Regions from separate parts of the Mus musculus genome. Here region 2 is linked to region 1. A link is a contact called in public Hi-C data. All regions are on one chromosome and are shown on one strand. The core of a region is the stretch at or near the end of the contact, and the rest is flanking DNA. Distances in the headings are between cores, read along the strand shown. Region 1 overlaps Nrcam (neuronal cell adhesion molecule). Region 2 overlaps Nrcam (neuronal cell adhesion molecule).

Evidence for each region. Hi-C and Micro-C count contacts between places; a contact is called where the count stands out from the background.
Region 2: a Hi-C map of myocytes shows a contact between it and region 1, with 4 times the contacts expected there. The contact joins two enhancer-like sites. A contact is called at or near these places in 5 of 484 Hi-C or Micro-C datasets (cerebral cortex, embryonic fibroblasts, muscle stem cells and 2 more), 9 of 115 datasets of contacts at active chromatin or transcription factors (PVALB interneurons, embryonic basal ganglia, embryonic forebrain and 6 more) and 2 of 9 other capture datasets (adipose tissue and embryonic stem cells).

Annotation. Positions count from the first base shown.
Region 1 is chr12:44,341,197-44,347,642 of GRCm38.p6, forward strand. The region is part of intron 1 of Nrcam (neuronal cell adhesion molecule); the gene reads left to right. Among named protein-coding and RNA genes, the nearest start is that of Nrcam, 16 kb to the left of the region's middle. Within about 2 kb of position 3,110, at least 21 of the 459 cell types and tissues checked have an H3K27ac peak or open chromatin away from gene starts, as enhancers often do. A contact at or near this core is called in myocytes, where this site is marked.
Region 2 is chr12:44,526,383-44,532,828 of GRCm38.p6, forward strand. Nrcam (neuronal cell adhesion molecule) reads left to right here. Exons shown (of 31, transcript NM_176930.4): 4 at 6,076-6,277. The coding sequence starts at 6,172. Among named protein-coding and RNA genes, the nearest start is that of Nrcam, 200 kb to the left of the region's middle. Within about 2 kb of position 2,434, at least 12 of the 459 cell types and tissues checked have an H3K27ac peak or open chromatin away from gene starts, as enhancers often do. A contact at or near this core is called in myocytes, where this site is marked.

The DNA.
Region 1 (6,446 bases), core at 1,860-4,359:
TCTAATTAGTGGGTTATAGGAATTGGCTTCAATGCAGGGCTGCCATGTTGAGAGATTAAAAAATTGATAAAAATATGCAGTGAGGTTGTGGGAGGTAGGTTTGTATCATTGTGATATGCTGAGTTTACCCTGTCTTCTTCTTCTTCTTCTTCTTCTTCTTCTTCTTCTTCTTCTTCTTCTTCTTCTTCTTCTTCTTCTTCTTCCTCTTCCTCCTCGTCCTCCTCCTCCTCCTCCTCCTCCTCCTCCTCCTCCTCCTCCTCCTCCTCCAAGATGTGATCTGTGCTGTAAAATATAGTTGTTGACCTGACATAGACACTGGGTGTTAGAATTGGGAATGTAGGCCAGGTTGAATTGTACCTCTATGGATCCAAATTCCACTTTGCTGATGGATGTGTGAACGCTAAGCTACCTTCCATTCTCTCTACCAGGGTGGTGCTGGGCTCTCAGAAGACTGACACTCACTCACGGGTGGCAGAACAGAGTCTGGAACGGAAGGGGCCCAAGGGCCAGAGAGGATGCGGGAAGACTCAGTCAGCATGACTCTGTATAACAAAAGCTCCCCTCCTGAAACCCTCATCGTGGTTGTTGATGAAAGAGACAGTCCTTGCTTGTCCAAACTGTTTACATACAACTTACTCAGGGTGGACCAGAAATTAAATACCTTTTGTAGAAAGGAATGTCCAGGAAGGGAAACTTATTAGCTAAAACCTAAGGGCCAGCCCATCTAGATACCTCATTAGCATGGAGAACTATAAGCTATCACATCCCCATGTGGGGTGTCATGATCACGTGCTCCAGGACTGGAACCAGGTTAAGAAGAAATGAAATGCCCACCATTCTCAGGTACGAAAATTACCAGGGTTTCTGAATCCATTCAACCTTCCTAGTTTTTGTCTGGTGACATGATTCTACTTGCTCCACATATCCCCTTAAAGGGATGGTTTATATTTTATTAGTTTGTGTATGTGGAGTTGGGGATTGAACTCAGGGACTCCATTCACACTAGGTCAATGCTCTACCATCTTTGTTAAATGGTTTAGTCCCCAATCCTCTAATTTGTATTTTAAAGTCCTATCCTCCAGTACCTTATAATATAACCTTTTTGAATAGATGAATTTTTATATTTAAGGAGGGTACTTGGGCTTGGCTACAGTTCAGTATTACAAGTGGCCTCACTTAAAAGGGGAATTTAAAGAAAGGCAAATTAGAATAAGCCATGTCATAATGAAGGCAGAGTTCCAAAAGCTGAGGAAGACTAAAGATTGCCAGCAAACCACCCAGAACTGGTCTACACACATGCAGCAGACTCTTCCAAATCCTCATGAGGAACTAACTTATCCACCAACCCTGAATCCTGAAATGCTACCATCTAGAGCTATGAAACAATAGGTTTATATTGTTTAAGTCCTTGGATATGAGGTGTCTTGATAACAGCAGCCCTAGAAAGCAAGCATAGAATGAAATGAGTCCTCCTGTTTCTAAACAAAAAGGAGGGACAATGTAACTTCCTTCTATGTTCCTTTGTCTAAATCTACATCTTTATCTGGAGAGTGTGGGTACCAAATGGATATGTAGCTATAGATCTGATATTTACAATGTAGGCATAAACCTGTTGTTTAGAGAAATCAGTATACTTTGAATTCAGGCATGTATGTAATAGTATTTGTGTGGAGAGGGTTATTTTCATTACCAGCCAAATGAATGCAGTTGGTAGTTTAACTGGCTGAGGACTCTTGGTAATGATCAACTTAGCTCCAACTTTGCGGTTTTTATCAAGTATAAATTGTAATCACCTGGGTACATTTTTGTGGAAGCCTCTGCAGGCGTCTTACTGCTCCTTGCTAATTAGAAGGCTCCTTTTGATACGTGAAATGATAAGCTGTTGATATTTTCTCATGCTGAGGAACTCACAGCTTGGATGAGCTCTCAGACAACTTCAGGGTGAACACTACTTTGAATTTCATAGTTCACAATAAGCAAGCAGCAACACTGACTGTTCAAAGAAGCCAGATTGCTGAGTGCTTTGAATAGACTTGAGTACTGGTTTGAATATAAAGCAAATTCTGGAACTAATTCAGAGGACCTTTTGTGATGTATGCTCAGTTGGGAGTGAATGGCTGTTCCTCCTTTCCTCTAAAAACAGCCTTGCTTCTCTTAGGCACTAGGCTCCTCTAGAGCAGTAACCCTGGCTATAGTCCTTTGCATGGTGCTTAATGAGCATCTCAATCAAAAACATGGGCCAAAGTGCTTTAAATAATACAAAGAAATATTTGGGAGGGAAATTCTAGGAAAGAGCGCCCAATACCTGTGTGGTTTTGCTTGTGAAAGTTGGTGATTTCATTTTAGCATACCAACCACAATCATTCATTAATTTGAAATTTTCTTCTGGTAACAGTATTTTATCCTTGTTATAGATTGAGTTTATTTATGATTCTGTTGGGAGGTGCTATTATGAGTTGACCAGAATCCATCAGGAACAACTTTTTAAAAGAAAAAAAAAATTTTTTAAAGAAACAAATTAGTTTCTCACCTGTTTACAGCCTTCTTTTAATATGCAAACCAGCAATGTACAAAGTGATTGAGTACTTGTGGGCCTAGACAGACATAGGTAATAGTTTTTATCTGAAAAACATGGTCTTGGTGCAAACTTTTTGGCATTTAATTATTTTGGTTTGAAAGAACATTGTGAGGATTGCTCCCAGAGTTTATAGATTTGGGGATCCAACTTTATTTGCAAACGTACAAATATGGGTCTTCTCCTGCATACTTGCTAGCTTTATGATCTATTATATTCTTTGGAATTTTTGGTCCACATTGGTTATAGTAAACTCATAATTTAAAGTCCTACAAATTAGACCACTTTTTATTTTCAATTTCAAACCTGTATAATTTACCACGGACAACCGGTTATTACTGAGGAGAGTGGAAATAAGCTCTGTCGTGGCTGCCTCTGTCTGCTCTGGCCATATTCTAAGGGTGGTTTGAATCCTTCTCCCTCTCTTGTCTCAACCATACAGTTAGGAGCAGGGCCAGTCATGAATATGCATGCGTCACACACCTGTGACCAACAGATCCCCCATCAAGGAGTGGCACAGTATCAATTACTTCTGAAACAGATGACTCCCAGCAGCTGCTGCCTGTGGCCCACAGGGCTTCCTGCCCTGCATGACAGCTGCACATCACATCCTGTGGTCATACTACTTCAGCCGCTTCTACGGCCAGATACAAAAGTGGGTGGGGAACATAGGCAAGCCTACCAGTTCCAAGGTGTTATAAATCCCAGACGCATTTGTTATTTGCCATAGGAGTACCTTCTGTGATGTCTCTTTTCATCTTCACCAAACAAATGTGTCAGAAGCTGGCCCTTGCTTTTTGTTGTTGCTGTGTGTTTCTTGTTTTGTTTTGATTTTGATTTTGTTTGTTTGTTTTCTGAAAAGGGACAGATAATGTGATAAGCTTTATAAGCCATGGAATCTCTCCAGAAATACTAACAGGTTGTATGTTTAGCCCCAGTTCCTACAAGCTACTAAGGTTTAGAACAAGGCATTTCTGTATGTTGTGAGTTATGGAATATAAGCTAAACCCCAAAGGAAGTATGTAAGAGACTGTATCAGCCATTATCCACAAGATGCTATGTAAGCAAATGTAGGTAGTCTCATTTTAGCACATTATAGTGACATATCTGCATTCTTGACTATCTGAATAATTATTTCAGATACCCTGTTCTTTATAGCGACTAATATAGTTATTGTAGTAAATAGGCTTTAAGGGAGCAAATGACCTAAAGTTTAAAAAAATATGTGAAATTATAGGTTTGAAAGTTTGCTTATGCTGGGCAGTGGTGGCACACAATTTTAATCCCAGCACTTGGGAGGTAGAGGCAGGTGGATTTCTGAGTTCGAAGCCAGCCTGGTCTATAGAGTGAGTTCCAGGACAGCTAGGGGTATACAGAGAACCCCACCCCACTCACCCCTTCCTAAAAAAAAAAGAAAAGAAAGTTTGCTTATATGCAGGTGGTCCATATTTTCTATAGTGAAATACTGTGTGTACTGAAAGGAAGCTGTTTATTTTCACTAAAGAACATCCCGCAGAAGAGTTTCTATCTCTTTTAACATAAAACCCTTGAAAGAATTCCAAATTACTCCCTTCTTTCCAAGATAGACATGTCCTTTTGTATCTATTTCCATGGTAACAGGTAGTTTCTTCAGCAAGCAGACCTGCCTGAGAACCATCCAGCTGACCTTGCTGAGCACTCCCCCAGGGAATAGCATCAATGTGTCAAAACAGCACATGAAGCACAATTGTGATGGCCCGAGCGTTCCTGTTCATTTTATTTTTAGATTTAATTGCCTTAAATACCAAGTTCCTTAAAGACTGAAAGTTCTCAGAAGGGGTCAAAATTATGAAGTACTTAGTTGTAGACGGTTGTTCAGAAAACGAGATACTGTGAGTAAATAAACTTCAAAGATGTTCCTGGGATGCCACAAAAAGCTCCAGAACTCCAGGTTCCTCACTGTGGGGGAAAAGAAGATAGAGGGTGTGTACAATTGGTAAGGTGGGGACTCCATGTTGCTGCAGAGCTTTTCATCCAGTGAGGGGAGCTGAAAAGAGAGCCACTCCCTGATAGAGAAACCAGAAAGTGAAACCCTTGTGCAAAGGTAACTCTACTCTCTTTGGAGAGCTGAAGTCTGAATGCAAGTGAGCCTCTATTCATTTCCATGAAAGCTCACAGAGGAATAAAAGCCAGCTAGTGGGAAAGTTGGCTGCTGTGCTCCTGGGAAGTGATTTCTGTAAATTAATTGCTAACAAATTATTAAGGGTATGGGTGATAGTGACTGTTTTTTCCCCCACCCGGTTGAGTAATTTTCTAGAAAATATAGTTCTAGATATAGTACATTGAATTCAAATGTAACCTACAGGGTTGTTATAGCGCTATCACAATATTTTTTCATGGCATATTTTATAACTTTAAATGATATAAAGTTCAGTCATGACAAATATAAAAGTAGTGGTTTTTTTTTTTCTTTTTAAAATGTTTATATATTTTCAGGTGTGAAGCAGGGTCTTTAGATACTCCCTAGAGTTTTGACTCCCATGTTTTCCTGCACAGTGTTGGTGAGACCGGTGAATAGGACGGGATGTTAATTAATCCATAATTAGGTTACAGTATGTGGCAGGCTTGAAGTGGTTTCGGAGAAGTAATAAAGATTCCAAGATAATTATGAGCTAATGGAAGGGAGATTATTCTTGGTAGGTCTGGCTTAATCAGGTGTAAGCCTAATTAAAATACCACTACAGGAGACTCTCTCTTCTGGGTGCTGAGGAAGACAACATTTTTGTTGTGAATTCCATCTAAAGCAGCAAGGTCTTCATTCTTAAACTGCCAGGAGCTGGTTGCTACAAGCAGCCTAGAGGAGCTGGAAGATGACCCTGAGCTGTTGGTAAGAAAGGGACCTGGCCAGCATCTTGATAGTAGCCTTGTGGAGCCCACAGCAGCCATGCCTGAGCTTCTGGCCCGAGAAACTATGAAATAATGACGATGTGTTATTTTAAACCTCTAAAAACGGCACAGCGTGTTATAACAGCAATGGAAGACTAATGAAGGCACCATCATCACAATCCAGCTTTTTAAGTTTTCATCATCTCCTCAAGTGTCCCTGGGGCCATTTGCAATTACAATCAAGGCAGCTGCTTTCTTCCTCTGTATATTTACTTTTTCTGTGTATTTTATGAGTGGAGTGATGAAACATACCTTTTGTGTCTGCTTTCTTTTAGTTAGACTTAAAATATTATTTTATTTCTGTTTAATATTGTATTATTATTATTAATTATTATTGAGTGTGTATATATATGATGGGGATAGGCCATATGTGCAAGTGGAAATCAGAGGACAATTTTGCAGGGTAGGTTCTCTACTTCTGTCTTAATGTGTGTTCTGAGGATCAAACTTAGGCCCCCCAGGCTTTCAAGAATAAGTGCTTTCATCTGCTGTGCCACCTCTCTGGCCCAAGTTAGCATGTTTTTGAGACTCCCAATGAATCAGTAGTCCACGCTTATATGCTCATGATTGAATCAACATTTGGATGGTTTGAAATTCAGGATTCTGATGAGTAATGCTGTTATGAATGTAACATTCAGATTTTTGTGTGTAACCATGTTTAAATTCTCTTGAGAAGATATTTGATAGCAGAGTTGATAGGATACTGGTATAATTATGACGAGCTTTTGAAGATGTTGCCAAGTTGTTTTCTAAAGTGGCCTATAGCATTTGATTCTCGGCTGCCTTTTTATTGTGACCACTTTAGAGTGTACATAGTAATATTTCATTGTAGTTTTAAGTGAATTTTACCATTGGCTAAGAAGGTAAAGCATAGTCTCATGTTTTTACTTGCTATTGATATATCTTCTTTGCTGAAATATCTATTATATCTTTTTACTGTTTTCAA
Region 2 (6,446 bases), core at 1,184-3,683, 180 kb after region 1:
AAGCCAGAGCGCAGCTGGCTCTGAAACTGTAGTGTAAGTAAGACTCTGAATTGTCAGTGTTCATCTGCTTTGTCGGTGTGTAGGAGTTGAAGGGAACCCTGGCCATGCCCAGAACTCTCCTGATTGATTTTTATTACCTATTACAGAATGAACTCTGTTATTGTTATTGTCATTGTTACTGTTACTGTTATTGTTACTGTTGCAGTTTTGAAGTCAGGGTCTTGCTTTGTAGTCCATGCTGGTCTTGAACTCTCAACCCCCTCCCTTTACCTACCCATGCAGAAAACTAGCCTTTTAAAGACTGTCTCCTCTCTATTATCTTAACCTGTTATTCTTTTAATAGACCAAGGCTGTCATGTGGTATAATGTGAGGAATCCCTGGTAATGTGGAAAACAGCATGAAGACACCCCTGGTAGAGTACCGTGAGCAGACATGTGAAAACCCTTTGTACATAGTAGGACTCCATCAGCCCTTTCAAAAAGTTATCAAGGGCAAAATGTGCTTGCTTACAGACAGGTTGCACGGTAATTATATGTGGAAGGAGGAGAGGTGCTTGATTGGTATAGGATATGACAGAGTAAAAGTAAAAGGAATAGAAACAGCAGAACTTTTCGTAAGAACCAGCTACCTAGGTCTGGCACTTCATGTATTAGTGTGTGTGTGAACTCAGCAACTGACTACCAGCTGGCATGGTGGAGTCCTTATCAGTGAGTAGGATGCTAGAATTTGTTATAAAATTTCATTGTATTTATTGTGCTAGGGAGAAAGGCTGTGCATGTGGGGGCAGCACACGTGCAAACGTTAAGAGGACAACTTGTGGGAGTCCATTCTTTCCTTCTACCATGTGGGGCTAAGTAAACTCTGGCTGTCAGCTTTGCAGCAAGCACTTTTACCCATTGAGTCGACTTGTCATCAGCTCGCGAATTTTCTATGAGGGATTGTTGGGAAGACAGGATAACTTATAACTTTCCATATGGAGGATCCTAAATGGGATTGCTACACAGGGAAGCACTCAATAATGCTCTCCCAGGCTGTCAATTTGACACAGACTAGAATCATGTCTGGCTGTCTCAAATTCACAGTTGTCCATATGTGATAAATATATTGCCATGCAGGTAAGGGAGTACCTTAACTGCTGCTTAGTGTGGGAAGGCTTACCTGACAATGGGTGGTATCGTCCCTAGGCAGGTGAGTCTCAATTATACAAGAGAGCTAGCTGAGCATGAGCCAGGGAGTGATGGAGAGAGCACACTAGCAAGCTCCTTTCATCCATGGTTTCTGTCCCCAGGTTCCTACATGGGTGACTGCCCTGACTTCCCTTGAAGATTAATTGCAATTTGAAGTACACACCAAATAAATCCTTTCCCAAGGTGATTTGGCCGGAGTGTTTTATCACAGCAACGGACAGGAAATGAGACCAGTAGCCATTGTGGTTTGGATTTTTTTCCCCTCATCTGTTGAATTGGTATATTTATATTGCTTTTCTGTTTTCTGTTGCTTTAAATAGTATCAAAATAAGATGGTCAGTTACATTATAAGAAATAAGGATTTTGAGCTTTTACTAGGATATACTATCACCTGTTGTGCTGGCTAGTCTTATGTCAACTTACACACAAACTAGAGTTTTCTGAATGGACAGGATCTTAATTGAGAAAATGTCTACATAAGACCCAGCTGTAAGGTATTTTATTAATTAATTAATTTATTAATTATTAATGGGGGTGAGTGGTGCCATCACTAGGCAGGTGGTATCCTGGGTTTTATCAGAAAGCAGGGGGAGCAAGCCATGGGAAGCAAGCCAGTAAGCAGCACTGTTCCATGGCCTCTGCATCAGCTCCTGCCTCCAACGTTTCTGTCCTGTTTGAGTTCCTGTGACTTGCTCTGATGATGAACAGCAATGTGGAAGTGGAAGCCAAATAAGCCCTTTCCTCCCTAAGTTGCTTTTTGGTTATGGTGTTTTTTCACAGCAACACAAACAATAGACATCTGTTATTGTTTATCTTCCCTAAGATACTGTTTCATCTTAGTTACCGACTCTTTGTAAGAGTCCTGCGGTGAGATTCCTTTGACATGAGGGAAATTAGAAATATCCACTTTAAAACCTCACACCGCTTGCCTTGCTGCCTGTAAAGATCCTTGAGGTCTTTGTGGTCCACCCTCAGATAGGCTTTACTTAGCTCCGTGTGACCTGAGGTTGCTCTGATGTAAGTGTGACTTCGTGGAGGATTTAGCTGTAATCCCTCCGTGGCCTCAGACACAGATCTGTGGCTGAAAAGCACAGTAGTAGGTAGGGGTGGCTTTCATGTGGTTATTCCTTACAGATAAAAATATTTACAACGTAACAAGTGACTGTCCCTGAGTTGGACTCTGAAAAACAGTCAGGATAATGCCACATCCAGTGGTTGTGCAGTCAGAAAGGCCAGCTGCTGATGGGTGACTCGTGTGTCATGGGGTGAGAATGGAGATCAGCTGTGCACTCAGTCCTGATCTCCCCACCCCCACGCTGGGTACAGAAAAATTCAAACAGCTCAGAAGAAAACGGCCTTGCTGTCCTGATGGAGAGGCGACCTAACAGTTAAAATAACTTCAGCTTTCATTTGAGAGGAAAACAAGGATTTGTTTTCCTTTGAAAAAAACCGAGACTTCTTAAGTAAGCCACAGGATAACTACTTTTTTTAGGAGGGGGGGGGTGCATGAATCCTTTGTCAAAACCTTAGATTTCTCTTTATCAACTATAAAAATATATAGTTGATCATTTTAACAGCATAGGTGATTGATTTTAAATATCAAGAAGAGTTATTAGAGACTATAATGATCTCTTTCAAGCAGGCTTTACAGTGTTTAATAGTAAATACTTTTTGAAAATTTCAAGCTGCTCTGTGTGTGTGTGTGTGTGTGTGTGTGTGTGTGTGTGTGTGTGACTGGTGCATTACTTCACACTGGGATTTTATTCCTTTTGATCTAAGTCCGTGAAGACTTTTGTTTTGGTCTGTGGTCCTTACTGACTGTTGAACAACTGTAATCTTCTAAGGTGAAGGTGCCAGGCATGTGGCTCCTGGGGAGGGGGTACCACAGGAGTAATGAGGAGGCAAGGAACACATTCCTTTTACTGAGGGAAGGCTCGGTTTTCTGTAGCTCTATTTGACTTTTAGTTTGATTGAGTGCTGGAGATGTACTGCTGTCCTTGAGTGCTTGGCACTTCACCGTTGAGCTCAATGTAGAAGAAACGGGTGATTTCTCTAGTAGGACTCAGGGATGCTTAGTCTTGCCCTAAGAGAGTATGCACTGGAGATGATCATGTGGCTAATGGTGCAATCAACTTTCAACCTTTGAGGAAAGATCATGCTGTCCAGTATTTTAGTTTGTAACCTCCCAATAGTGTGAAGATTTTATTTGTTCGTGCTTCTTTAAGTAAGTACTTTCTTGGTTTTTTGTTTTAAAACTTGGGTTTTTTTTTTTTTCATAGTGTGCACTGATTTTATATGAAATTCATTAATTCTATGCATATTTTGGAAGGATAAAGATAGTTGAACAATAGTTTATTTTATATGAAGGTTGTTTCATTGTTTTTTTTTTTTTCTGTTTGGGGAGAATAAACACTTAATACATCATGCAGAATATGTGACAAGTGAAGAACTCAGAAATTGTATTAGCTATTTAAGATCCTACAGGCATTATAGTATATAGTATAGATCTGGGGAACTATTTGAGTTTTCTAGTACCTGTTTTGAGGGCTGAGTACTTAAATCTTATAAGTGCAATTAATTAATTAATTAATTAATTAATTACACGCATGGTTCCTGAATCAGGCTGGCATGTAGTTAGTGTGTGTTCCAGAGTTTAACTTGGCTCTTTTACCTCAGCATGTGTTGTATGGAAGATCTTTTTGCTTTAGTGCCTTCTATGTTTAATTTCACTGAAGTTTTTGTTGAATTAGAATTAGCAATCAAACAAACAGATCTGAAGCAACCTAAGAAAATATGACTATGTGGTAGAAATATGCTGTGTGCATTAAGAAAGGGGGGTTGCTTTAAATATGAGACAAAAATGCTTTAACAAGATTCCCTACCTGCCTCTCAATGCTTCTTAGAGATAAATGTTTATAATGAAATAAAAGACAAATTTTCTGGATCTTAAATGTAGTGTGAATGTTTGAGTCACAAAATAATCTTTATTATAAACGAAATGCCTAAGGATAGATAGTTTTTGTGTGTGTCTGTCTGTTTTTTAAGAAGTCTATCAAGACAAAACTGAAATCAGAATTCTGTTGCTAGCATGATACCCATTATCCACATTGTTTTGTTTTTTTTCATATGTTCATGCTTTATCCCATGTGTTGAGCTGCTATTACAACTGATTTGTTTATGACTAGATCTGGTCTGAAAACTGCATGTTATAGTATAAATGTACCTCGGGTTATACTATGACCAGGCTACCTAAATACAGTCATTTCAAGGATATTAAGGCTCCCTTTTTTCCTTTTTTCATTCATTCATTGTTTTTGTTATTATAAATATTTATTTACTTCCTTCCAGGCTCTAGGCAGGCTACTGAGATACAGTGAGGAGTAGGAGGAGTAGGGTACAGATACAGGAGGAGTAGGGTACTATGCCTGCAAAAGCACAGCTTGGTGGGAAAGATGGATTTGGTGAAAATACATGACTACTTAAGTAATAAAAGCTGCACATATACTTAAGCCTGCAGAAGCTACTGTAGGTGATAATACTGATATTTCCCTTCGCCCACAGGAGAGAGCCATTGCTCCCAGGTGCCTTTCCTTCCTGACAAGACACATTAAACCTCTCTCTTCAGGGGGGACAGACATCTGTCTCTATGACTGGGTTCAGACTTTCAGTGTGGTGTTTCCCTATGCAGGGTGACAGAAGGACAGAGGGATGAGGGAAACACAACCCACCCAGCCCTCTTATTTATGTGTTTGTGGTTTTATTTGTTGGCTTTGAGACGACATCTTGCTTGTAGCCCAAGATGAACTTGGACTCACTATTAGCTCAGGATGGCCTTGAATTCCCAACCATCTCCCTAAGTCAACCTCCCAGGTGCTGAGTTCATGTTACAAAAAACATGCATGCATCCATACATCCATAATACATCCATAATACATAAACAGTATGTATACAATGAGAAATTTCAGAAATTCAGAGGTAATGTTGGAATGCTTTCTAGTCTGAATGATTGCTGACGTTTCTTGAAAAGAACATAAGTGGTTTCTGAAAAACAACCAGGACTTTGATAAGCAAATAGATTGGATACGGCTTTACAGGTAAAAGGATGGGATACAATAAGACAGGAAGATGGGCACCTTTGAGGCATATTGAAGGACTCACAGAAGGAAAATACAAAGAAGTCATCCAGAAAATAGTTACAAGGAAGTGGACAGAAGATGCTGGAATAGATCAGTCGGGTCACTGAGGGCTTTAAGTACCTGGTAAAGGATAGAATAAACTAATGTGGGGGTCTCTCAGTATCTCACCATAGAAGACCATTGAGAAAATAATTAATCAGTCCCTTTGAGGAGAGTGACTGCAGGGGATAGCCTGGAAGCCAGAGCTCAGCTGGCTCTGAAACTGTAGTGTAAGAAAGACTCTGAATTGTCAGTGTTCATCTGCTCTATCGGTGTGTAGGAGTTGAAGGGAACCTGTGACCATGCCCAGAACTCTCTCAGGGAGCATCTTCAGAATGAAGATGCCATTAGGCTTCCCCTCTGAAGTCTCAGGGCGCTTACTTTCCAACTGGCCTCAAAGTCAGGGTTTCTGACTTATTACAAAAGATATGGTTGCCTTCAAAGAGCTTGAACACAAATATTTAAAACGAAAATATCATAATAATGGGAAACGGGGCAGATTTTGCTTGACATCACCACAAATATTTCCGAACTGGTTTTAGATTTATGAATAAATGATTATTCCAGTCTCTGGGTTAAATATTTAAAACCCAGCTTCCCTTTTGGAATTCATGTATAATAGAGGGCTGATTATTCTGAGCTGCACATTTTTGCTCTTCATTTCCGTCTTTTAATACGTTATAATTATTCTCCTTCTCCCATCCCTTTTCAGTCCCCTGCATGAAAAATTATTTAAACGCCGCACACCAATCTTCCGTGAGAGAAGAAAAGGAAATTCCGTGCGTGGGTCTCAGCAGGAGTGCAGCTGATGCAGCTTAAAATAATGCCGAAGAAGAAGCACTTATCTGCAGGCGGAGTGCCCCTGATTCTCTTCCTGTGCCAGATGATCAGCGCGCTGGATGTTCCTCTCGATCGTGAGTATTAACAGTTTAAATCTCTTAGGCCAGCAGGCAGACCCTCCCCGTACTTACCTACTGTCACCCTGGGCTGTGTTGATGACAAAGTGTCTGCAGGACACTGAAAAGCTAATCAAAATTAATTTGGCTTCTACCTTCAGCACCTGGTGTTAATGAAGACACTGTA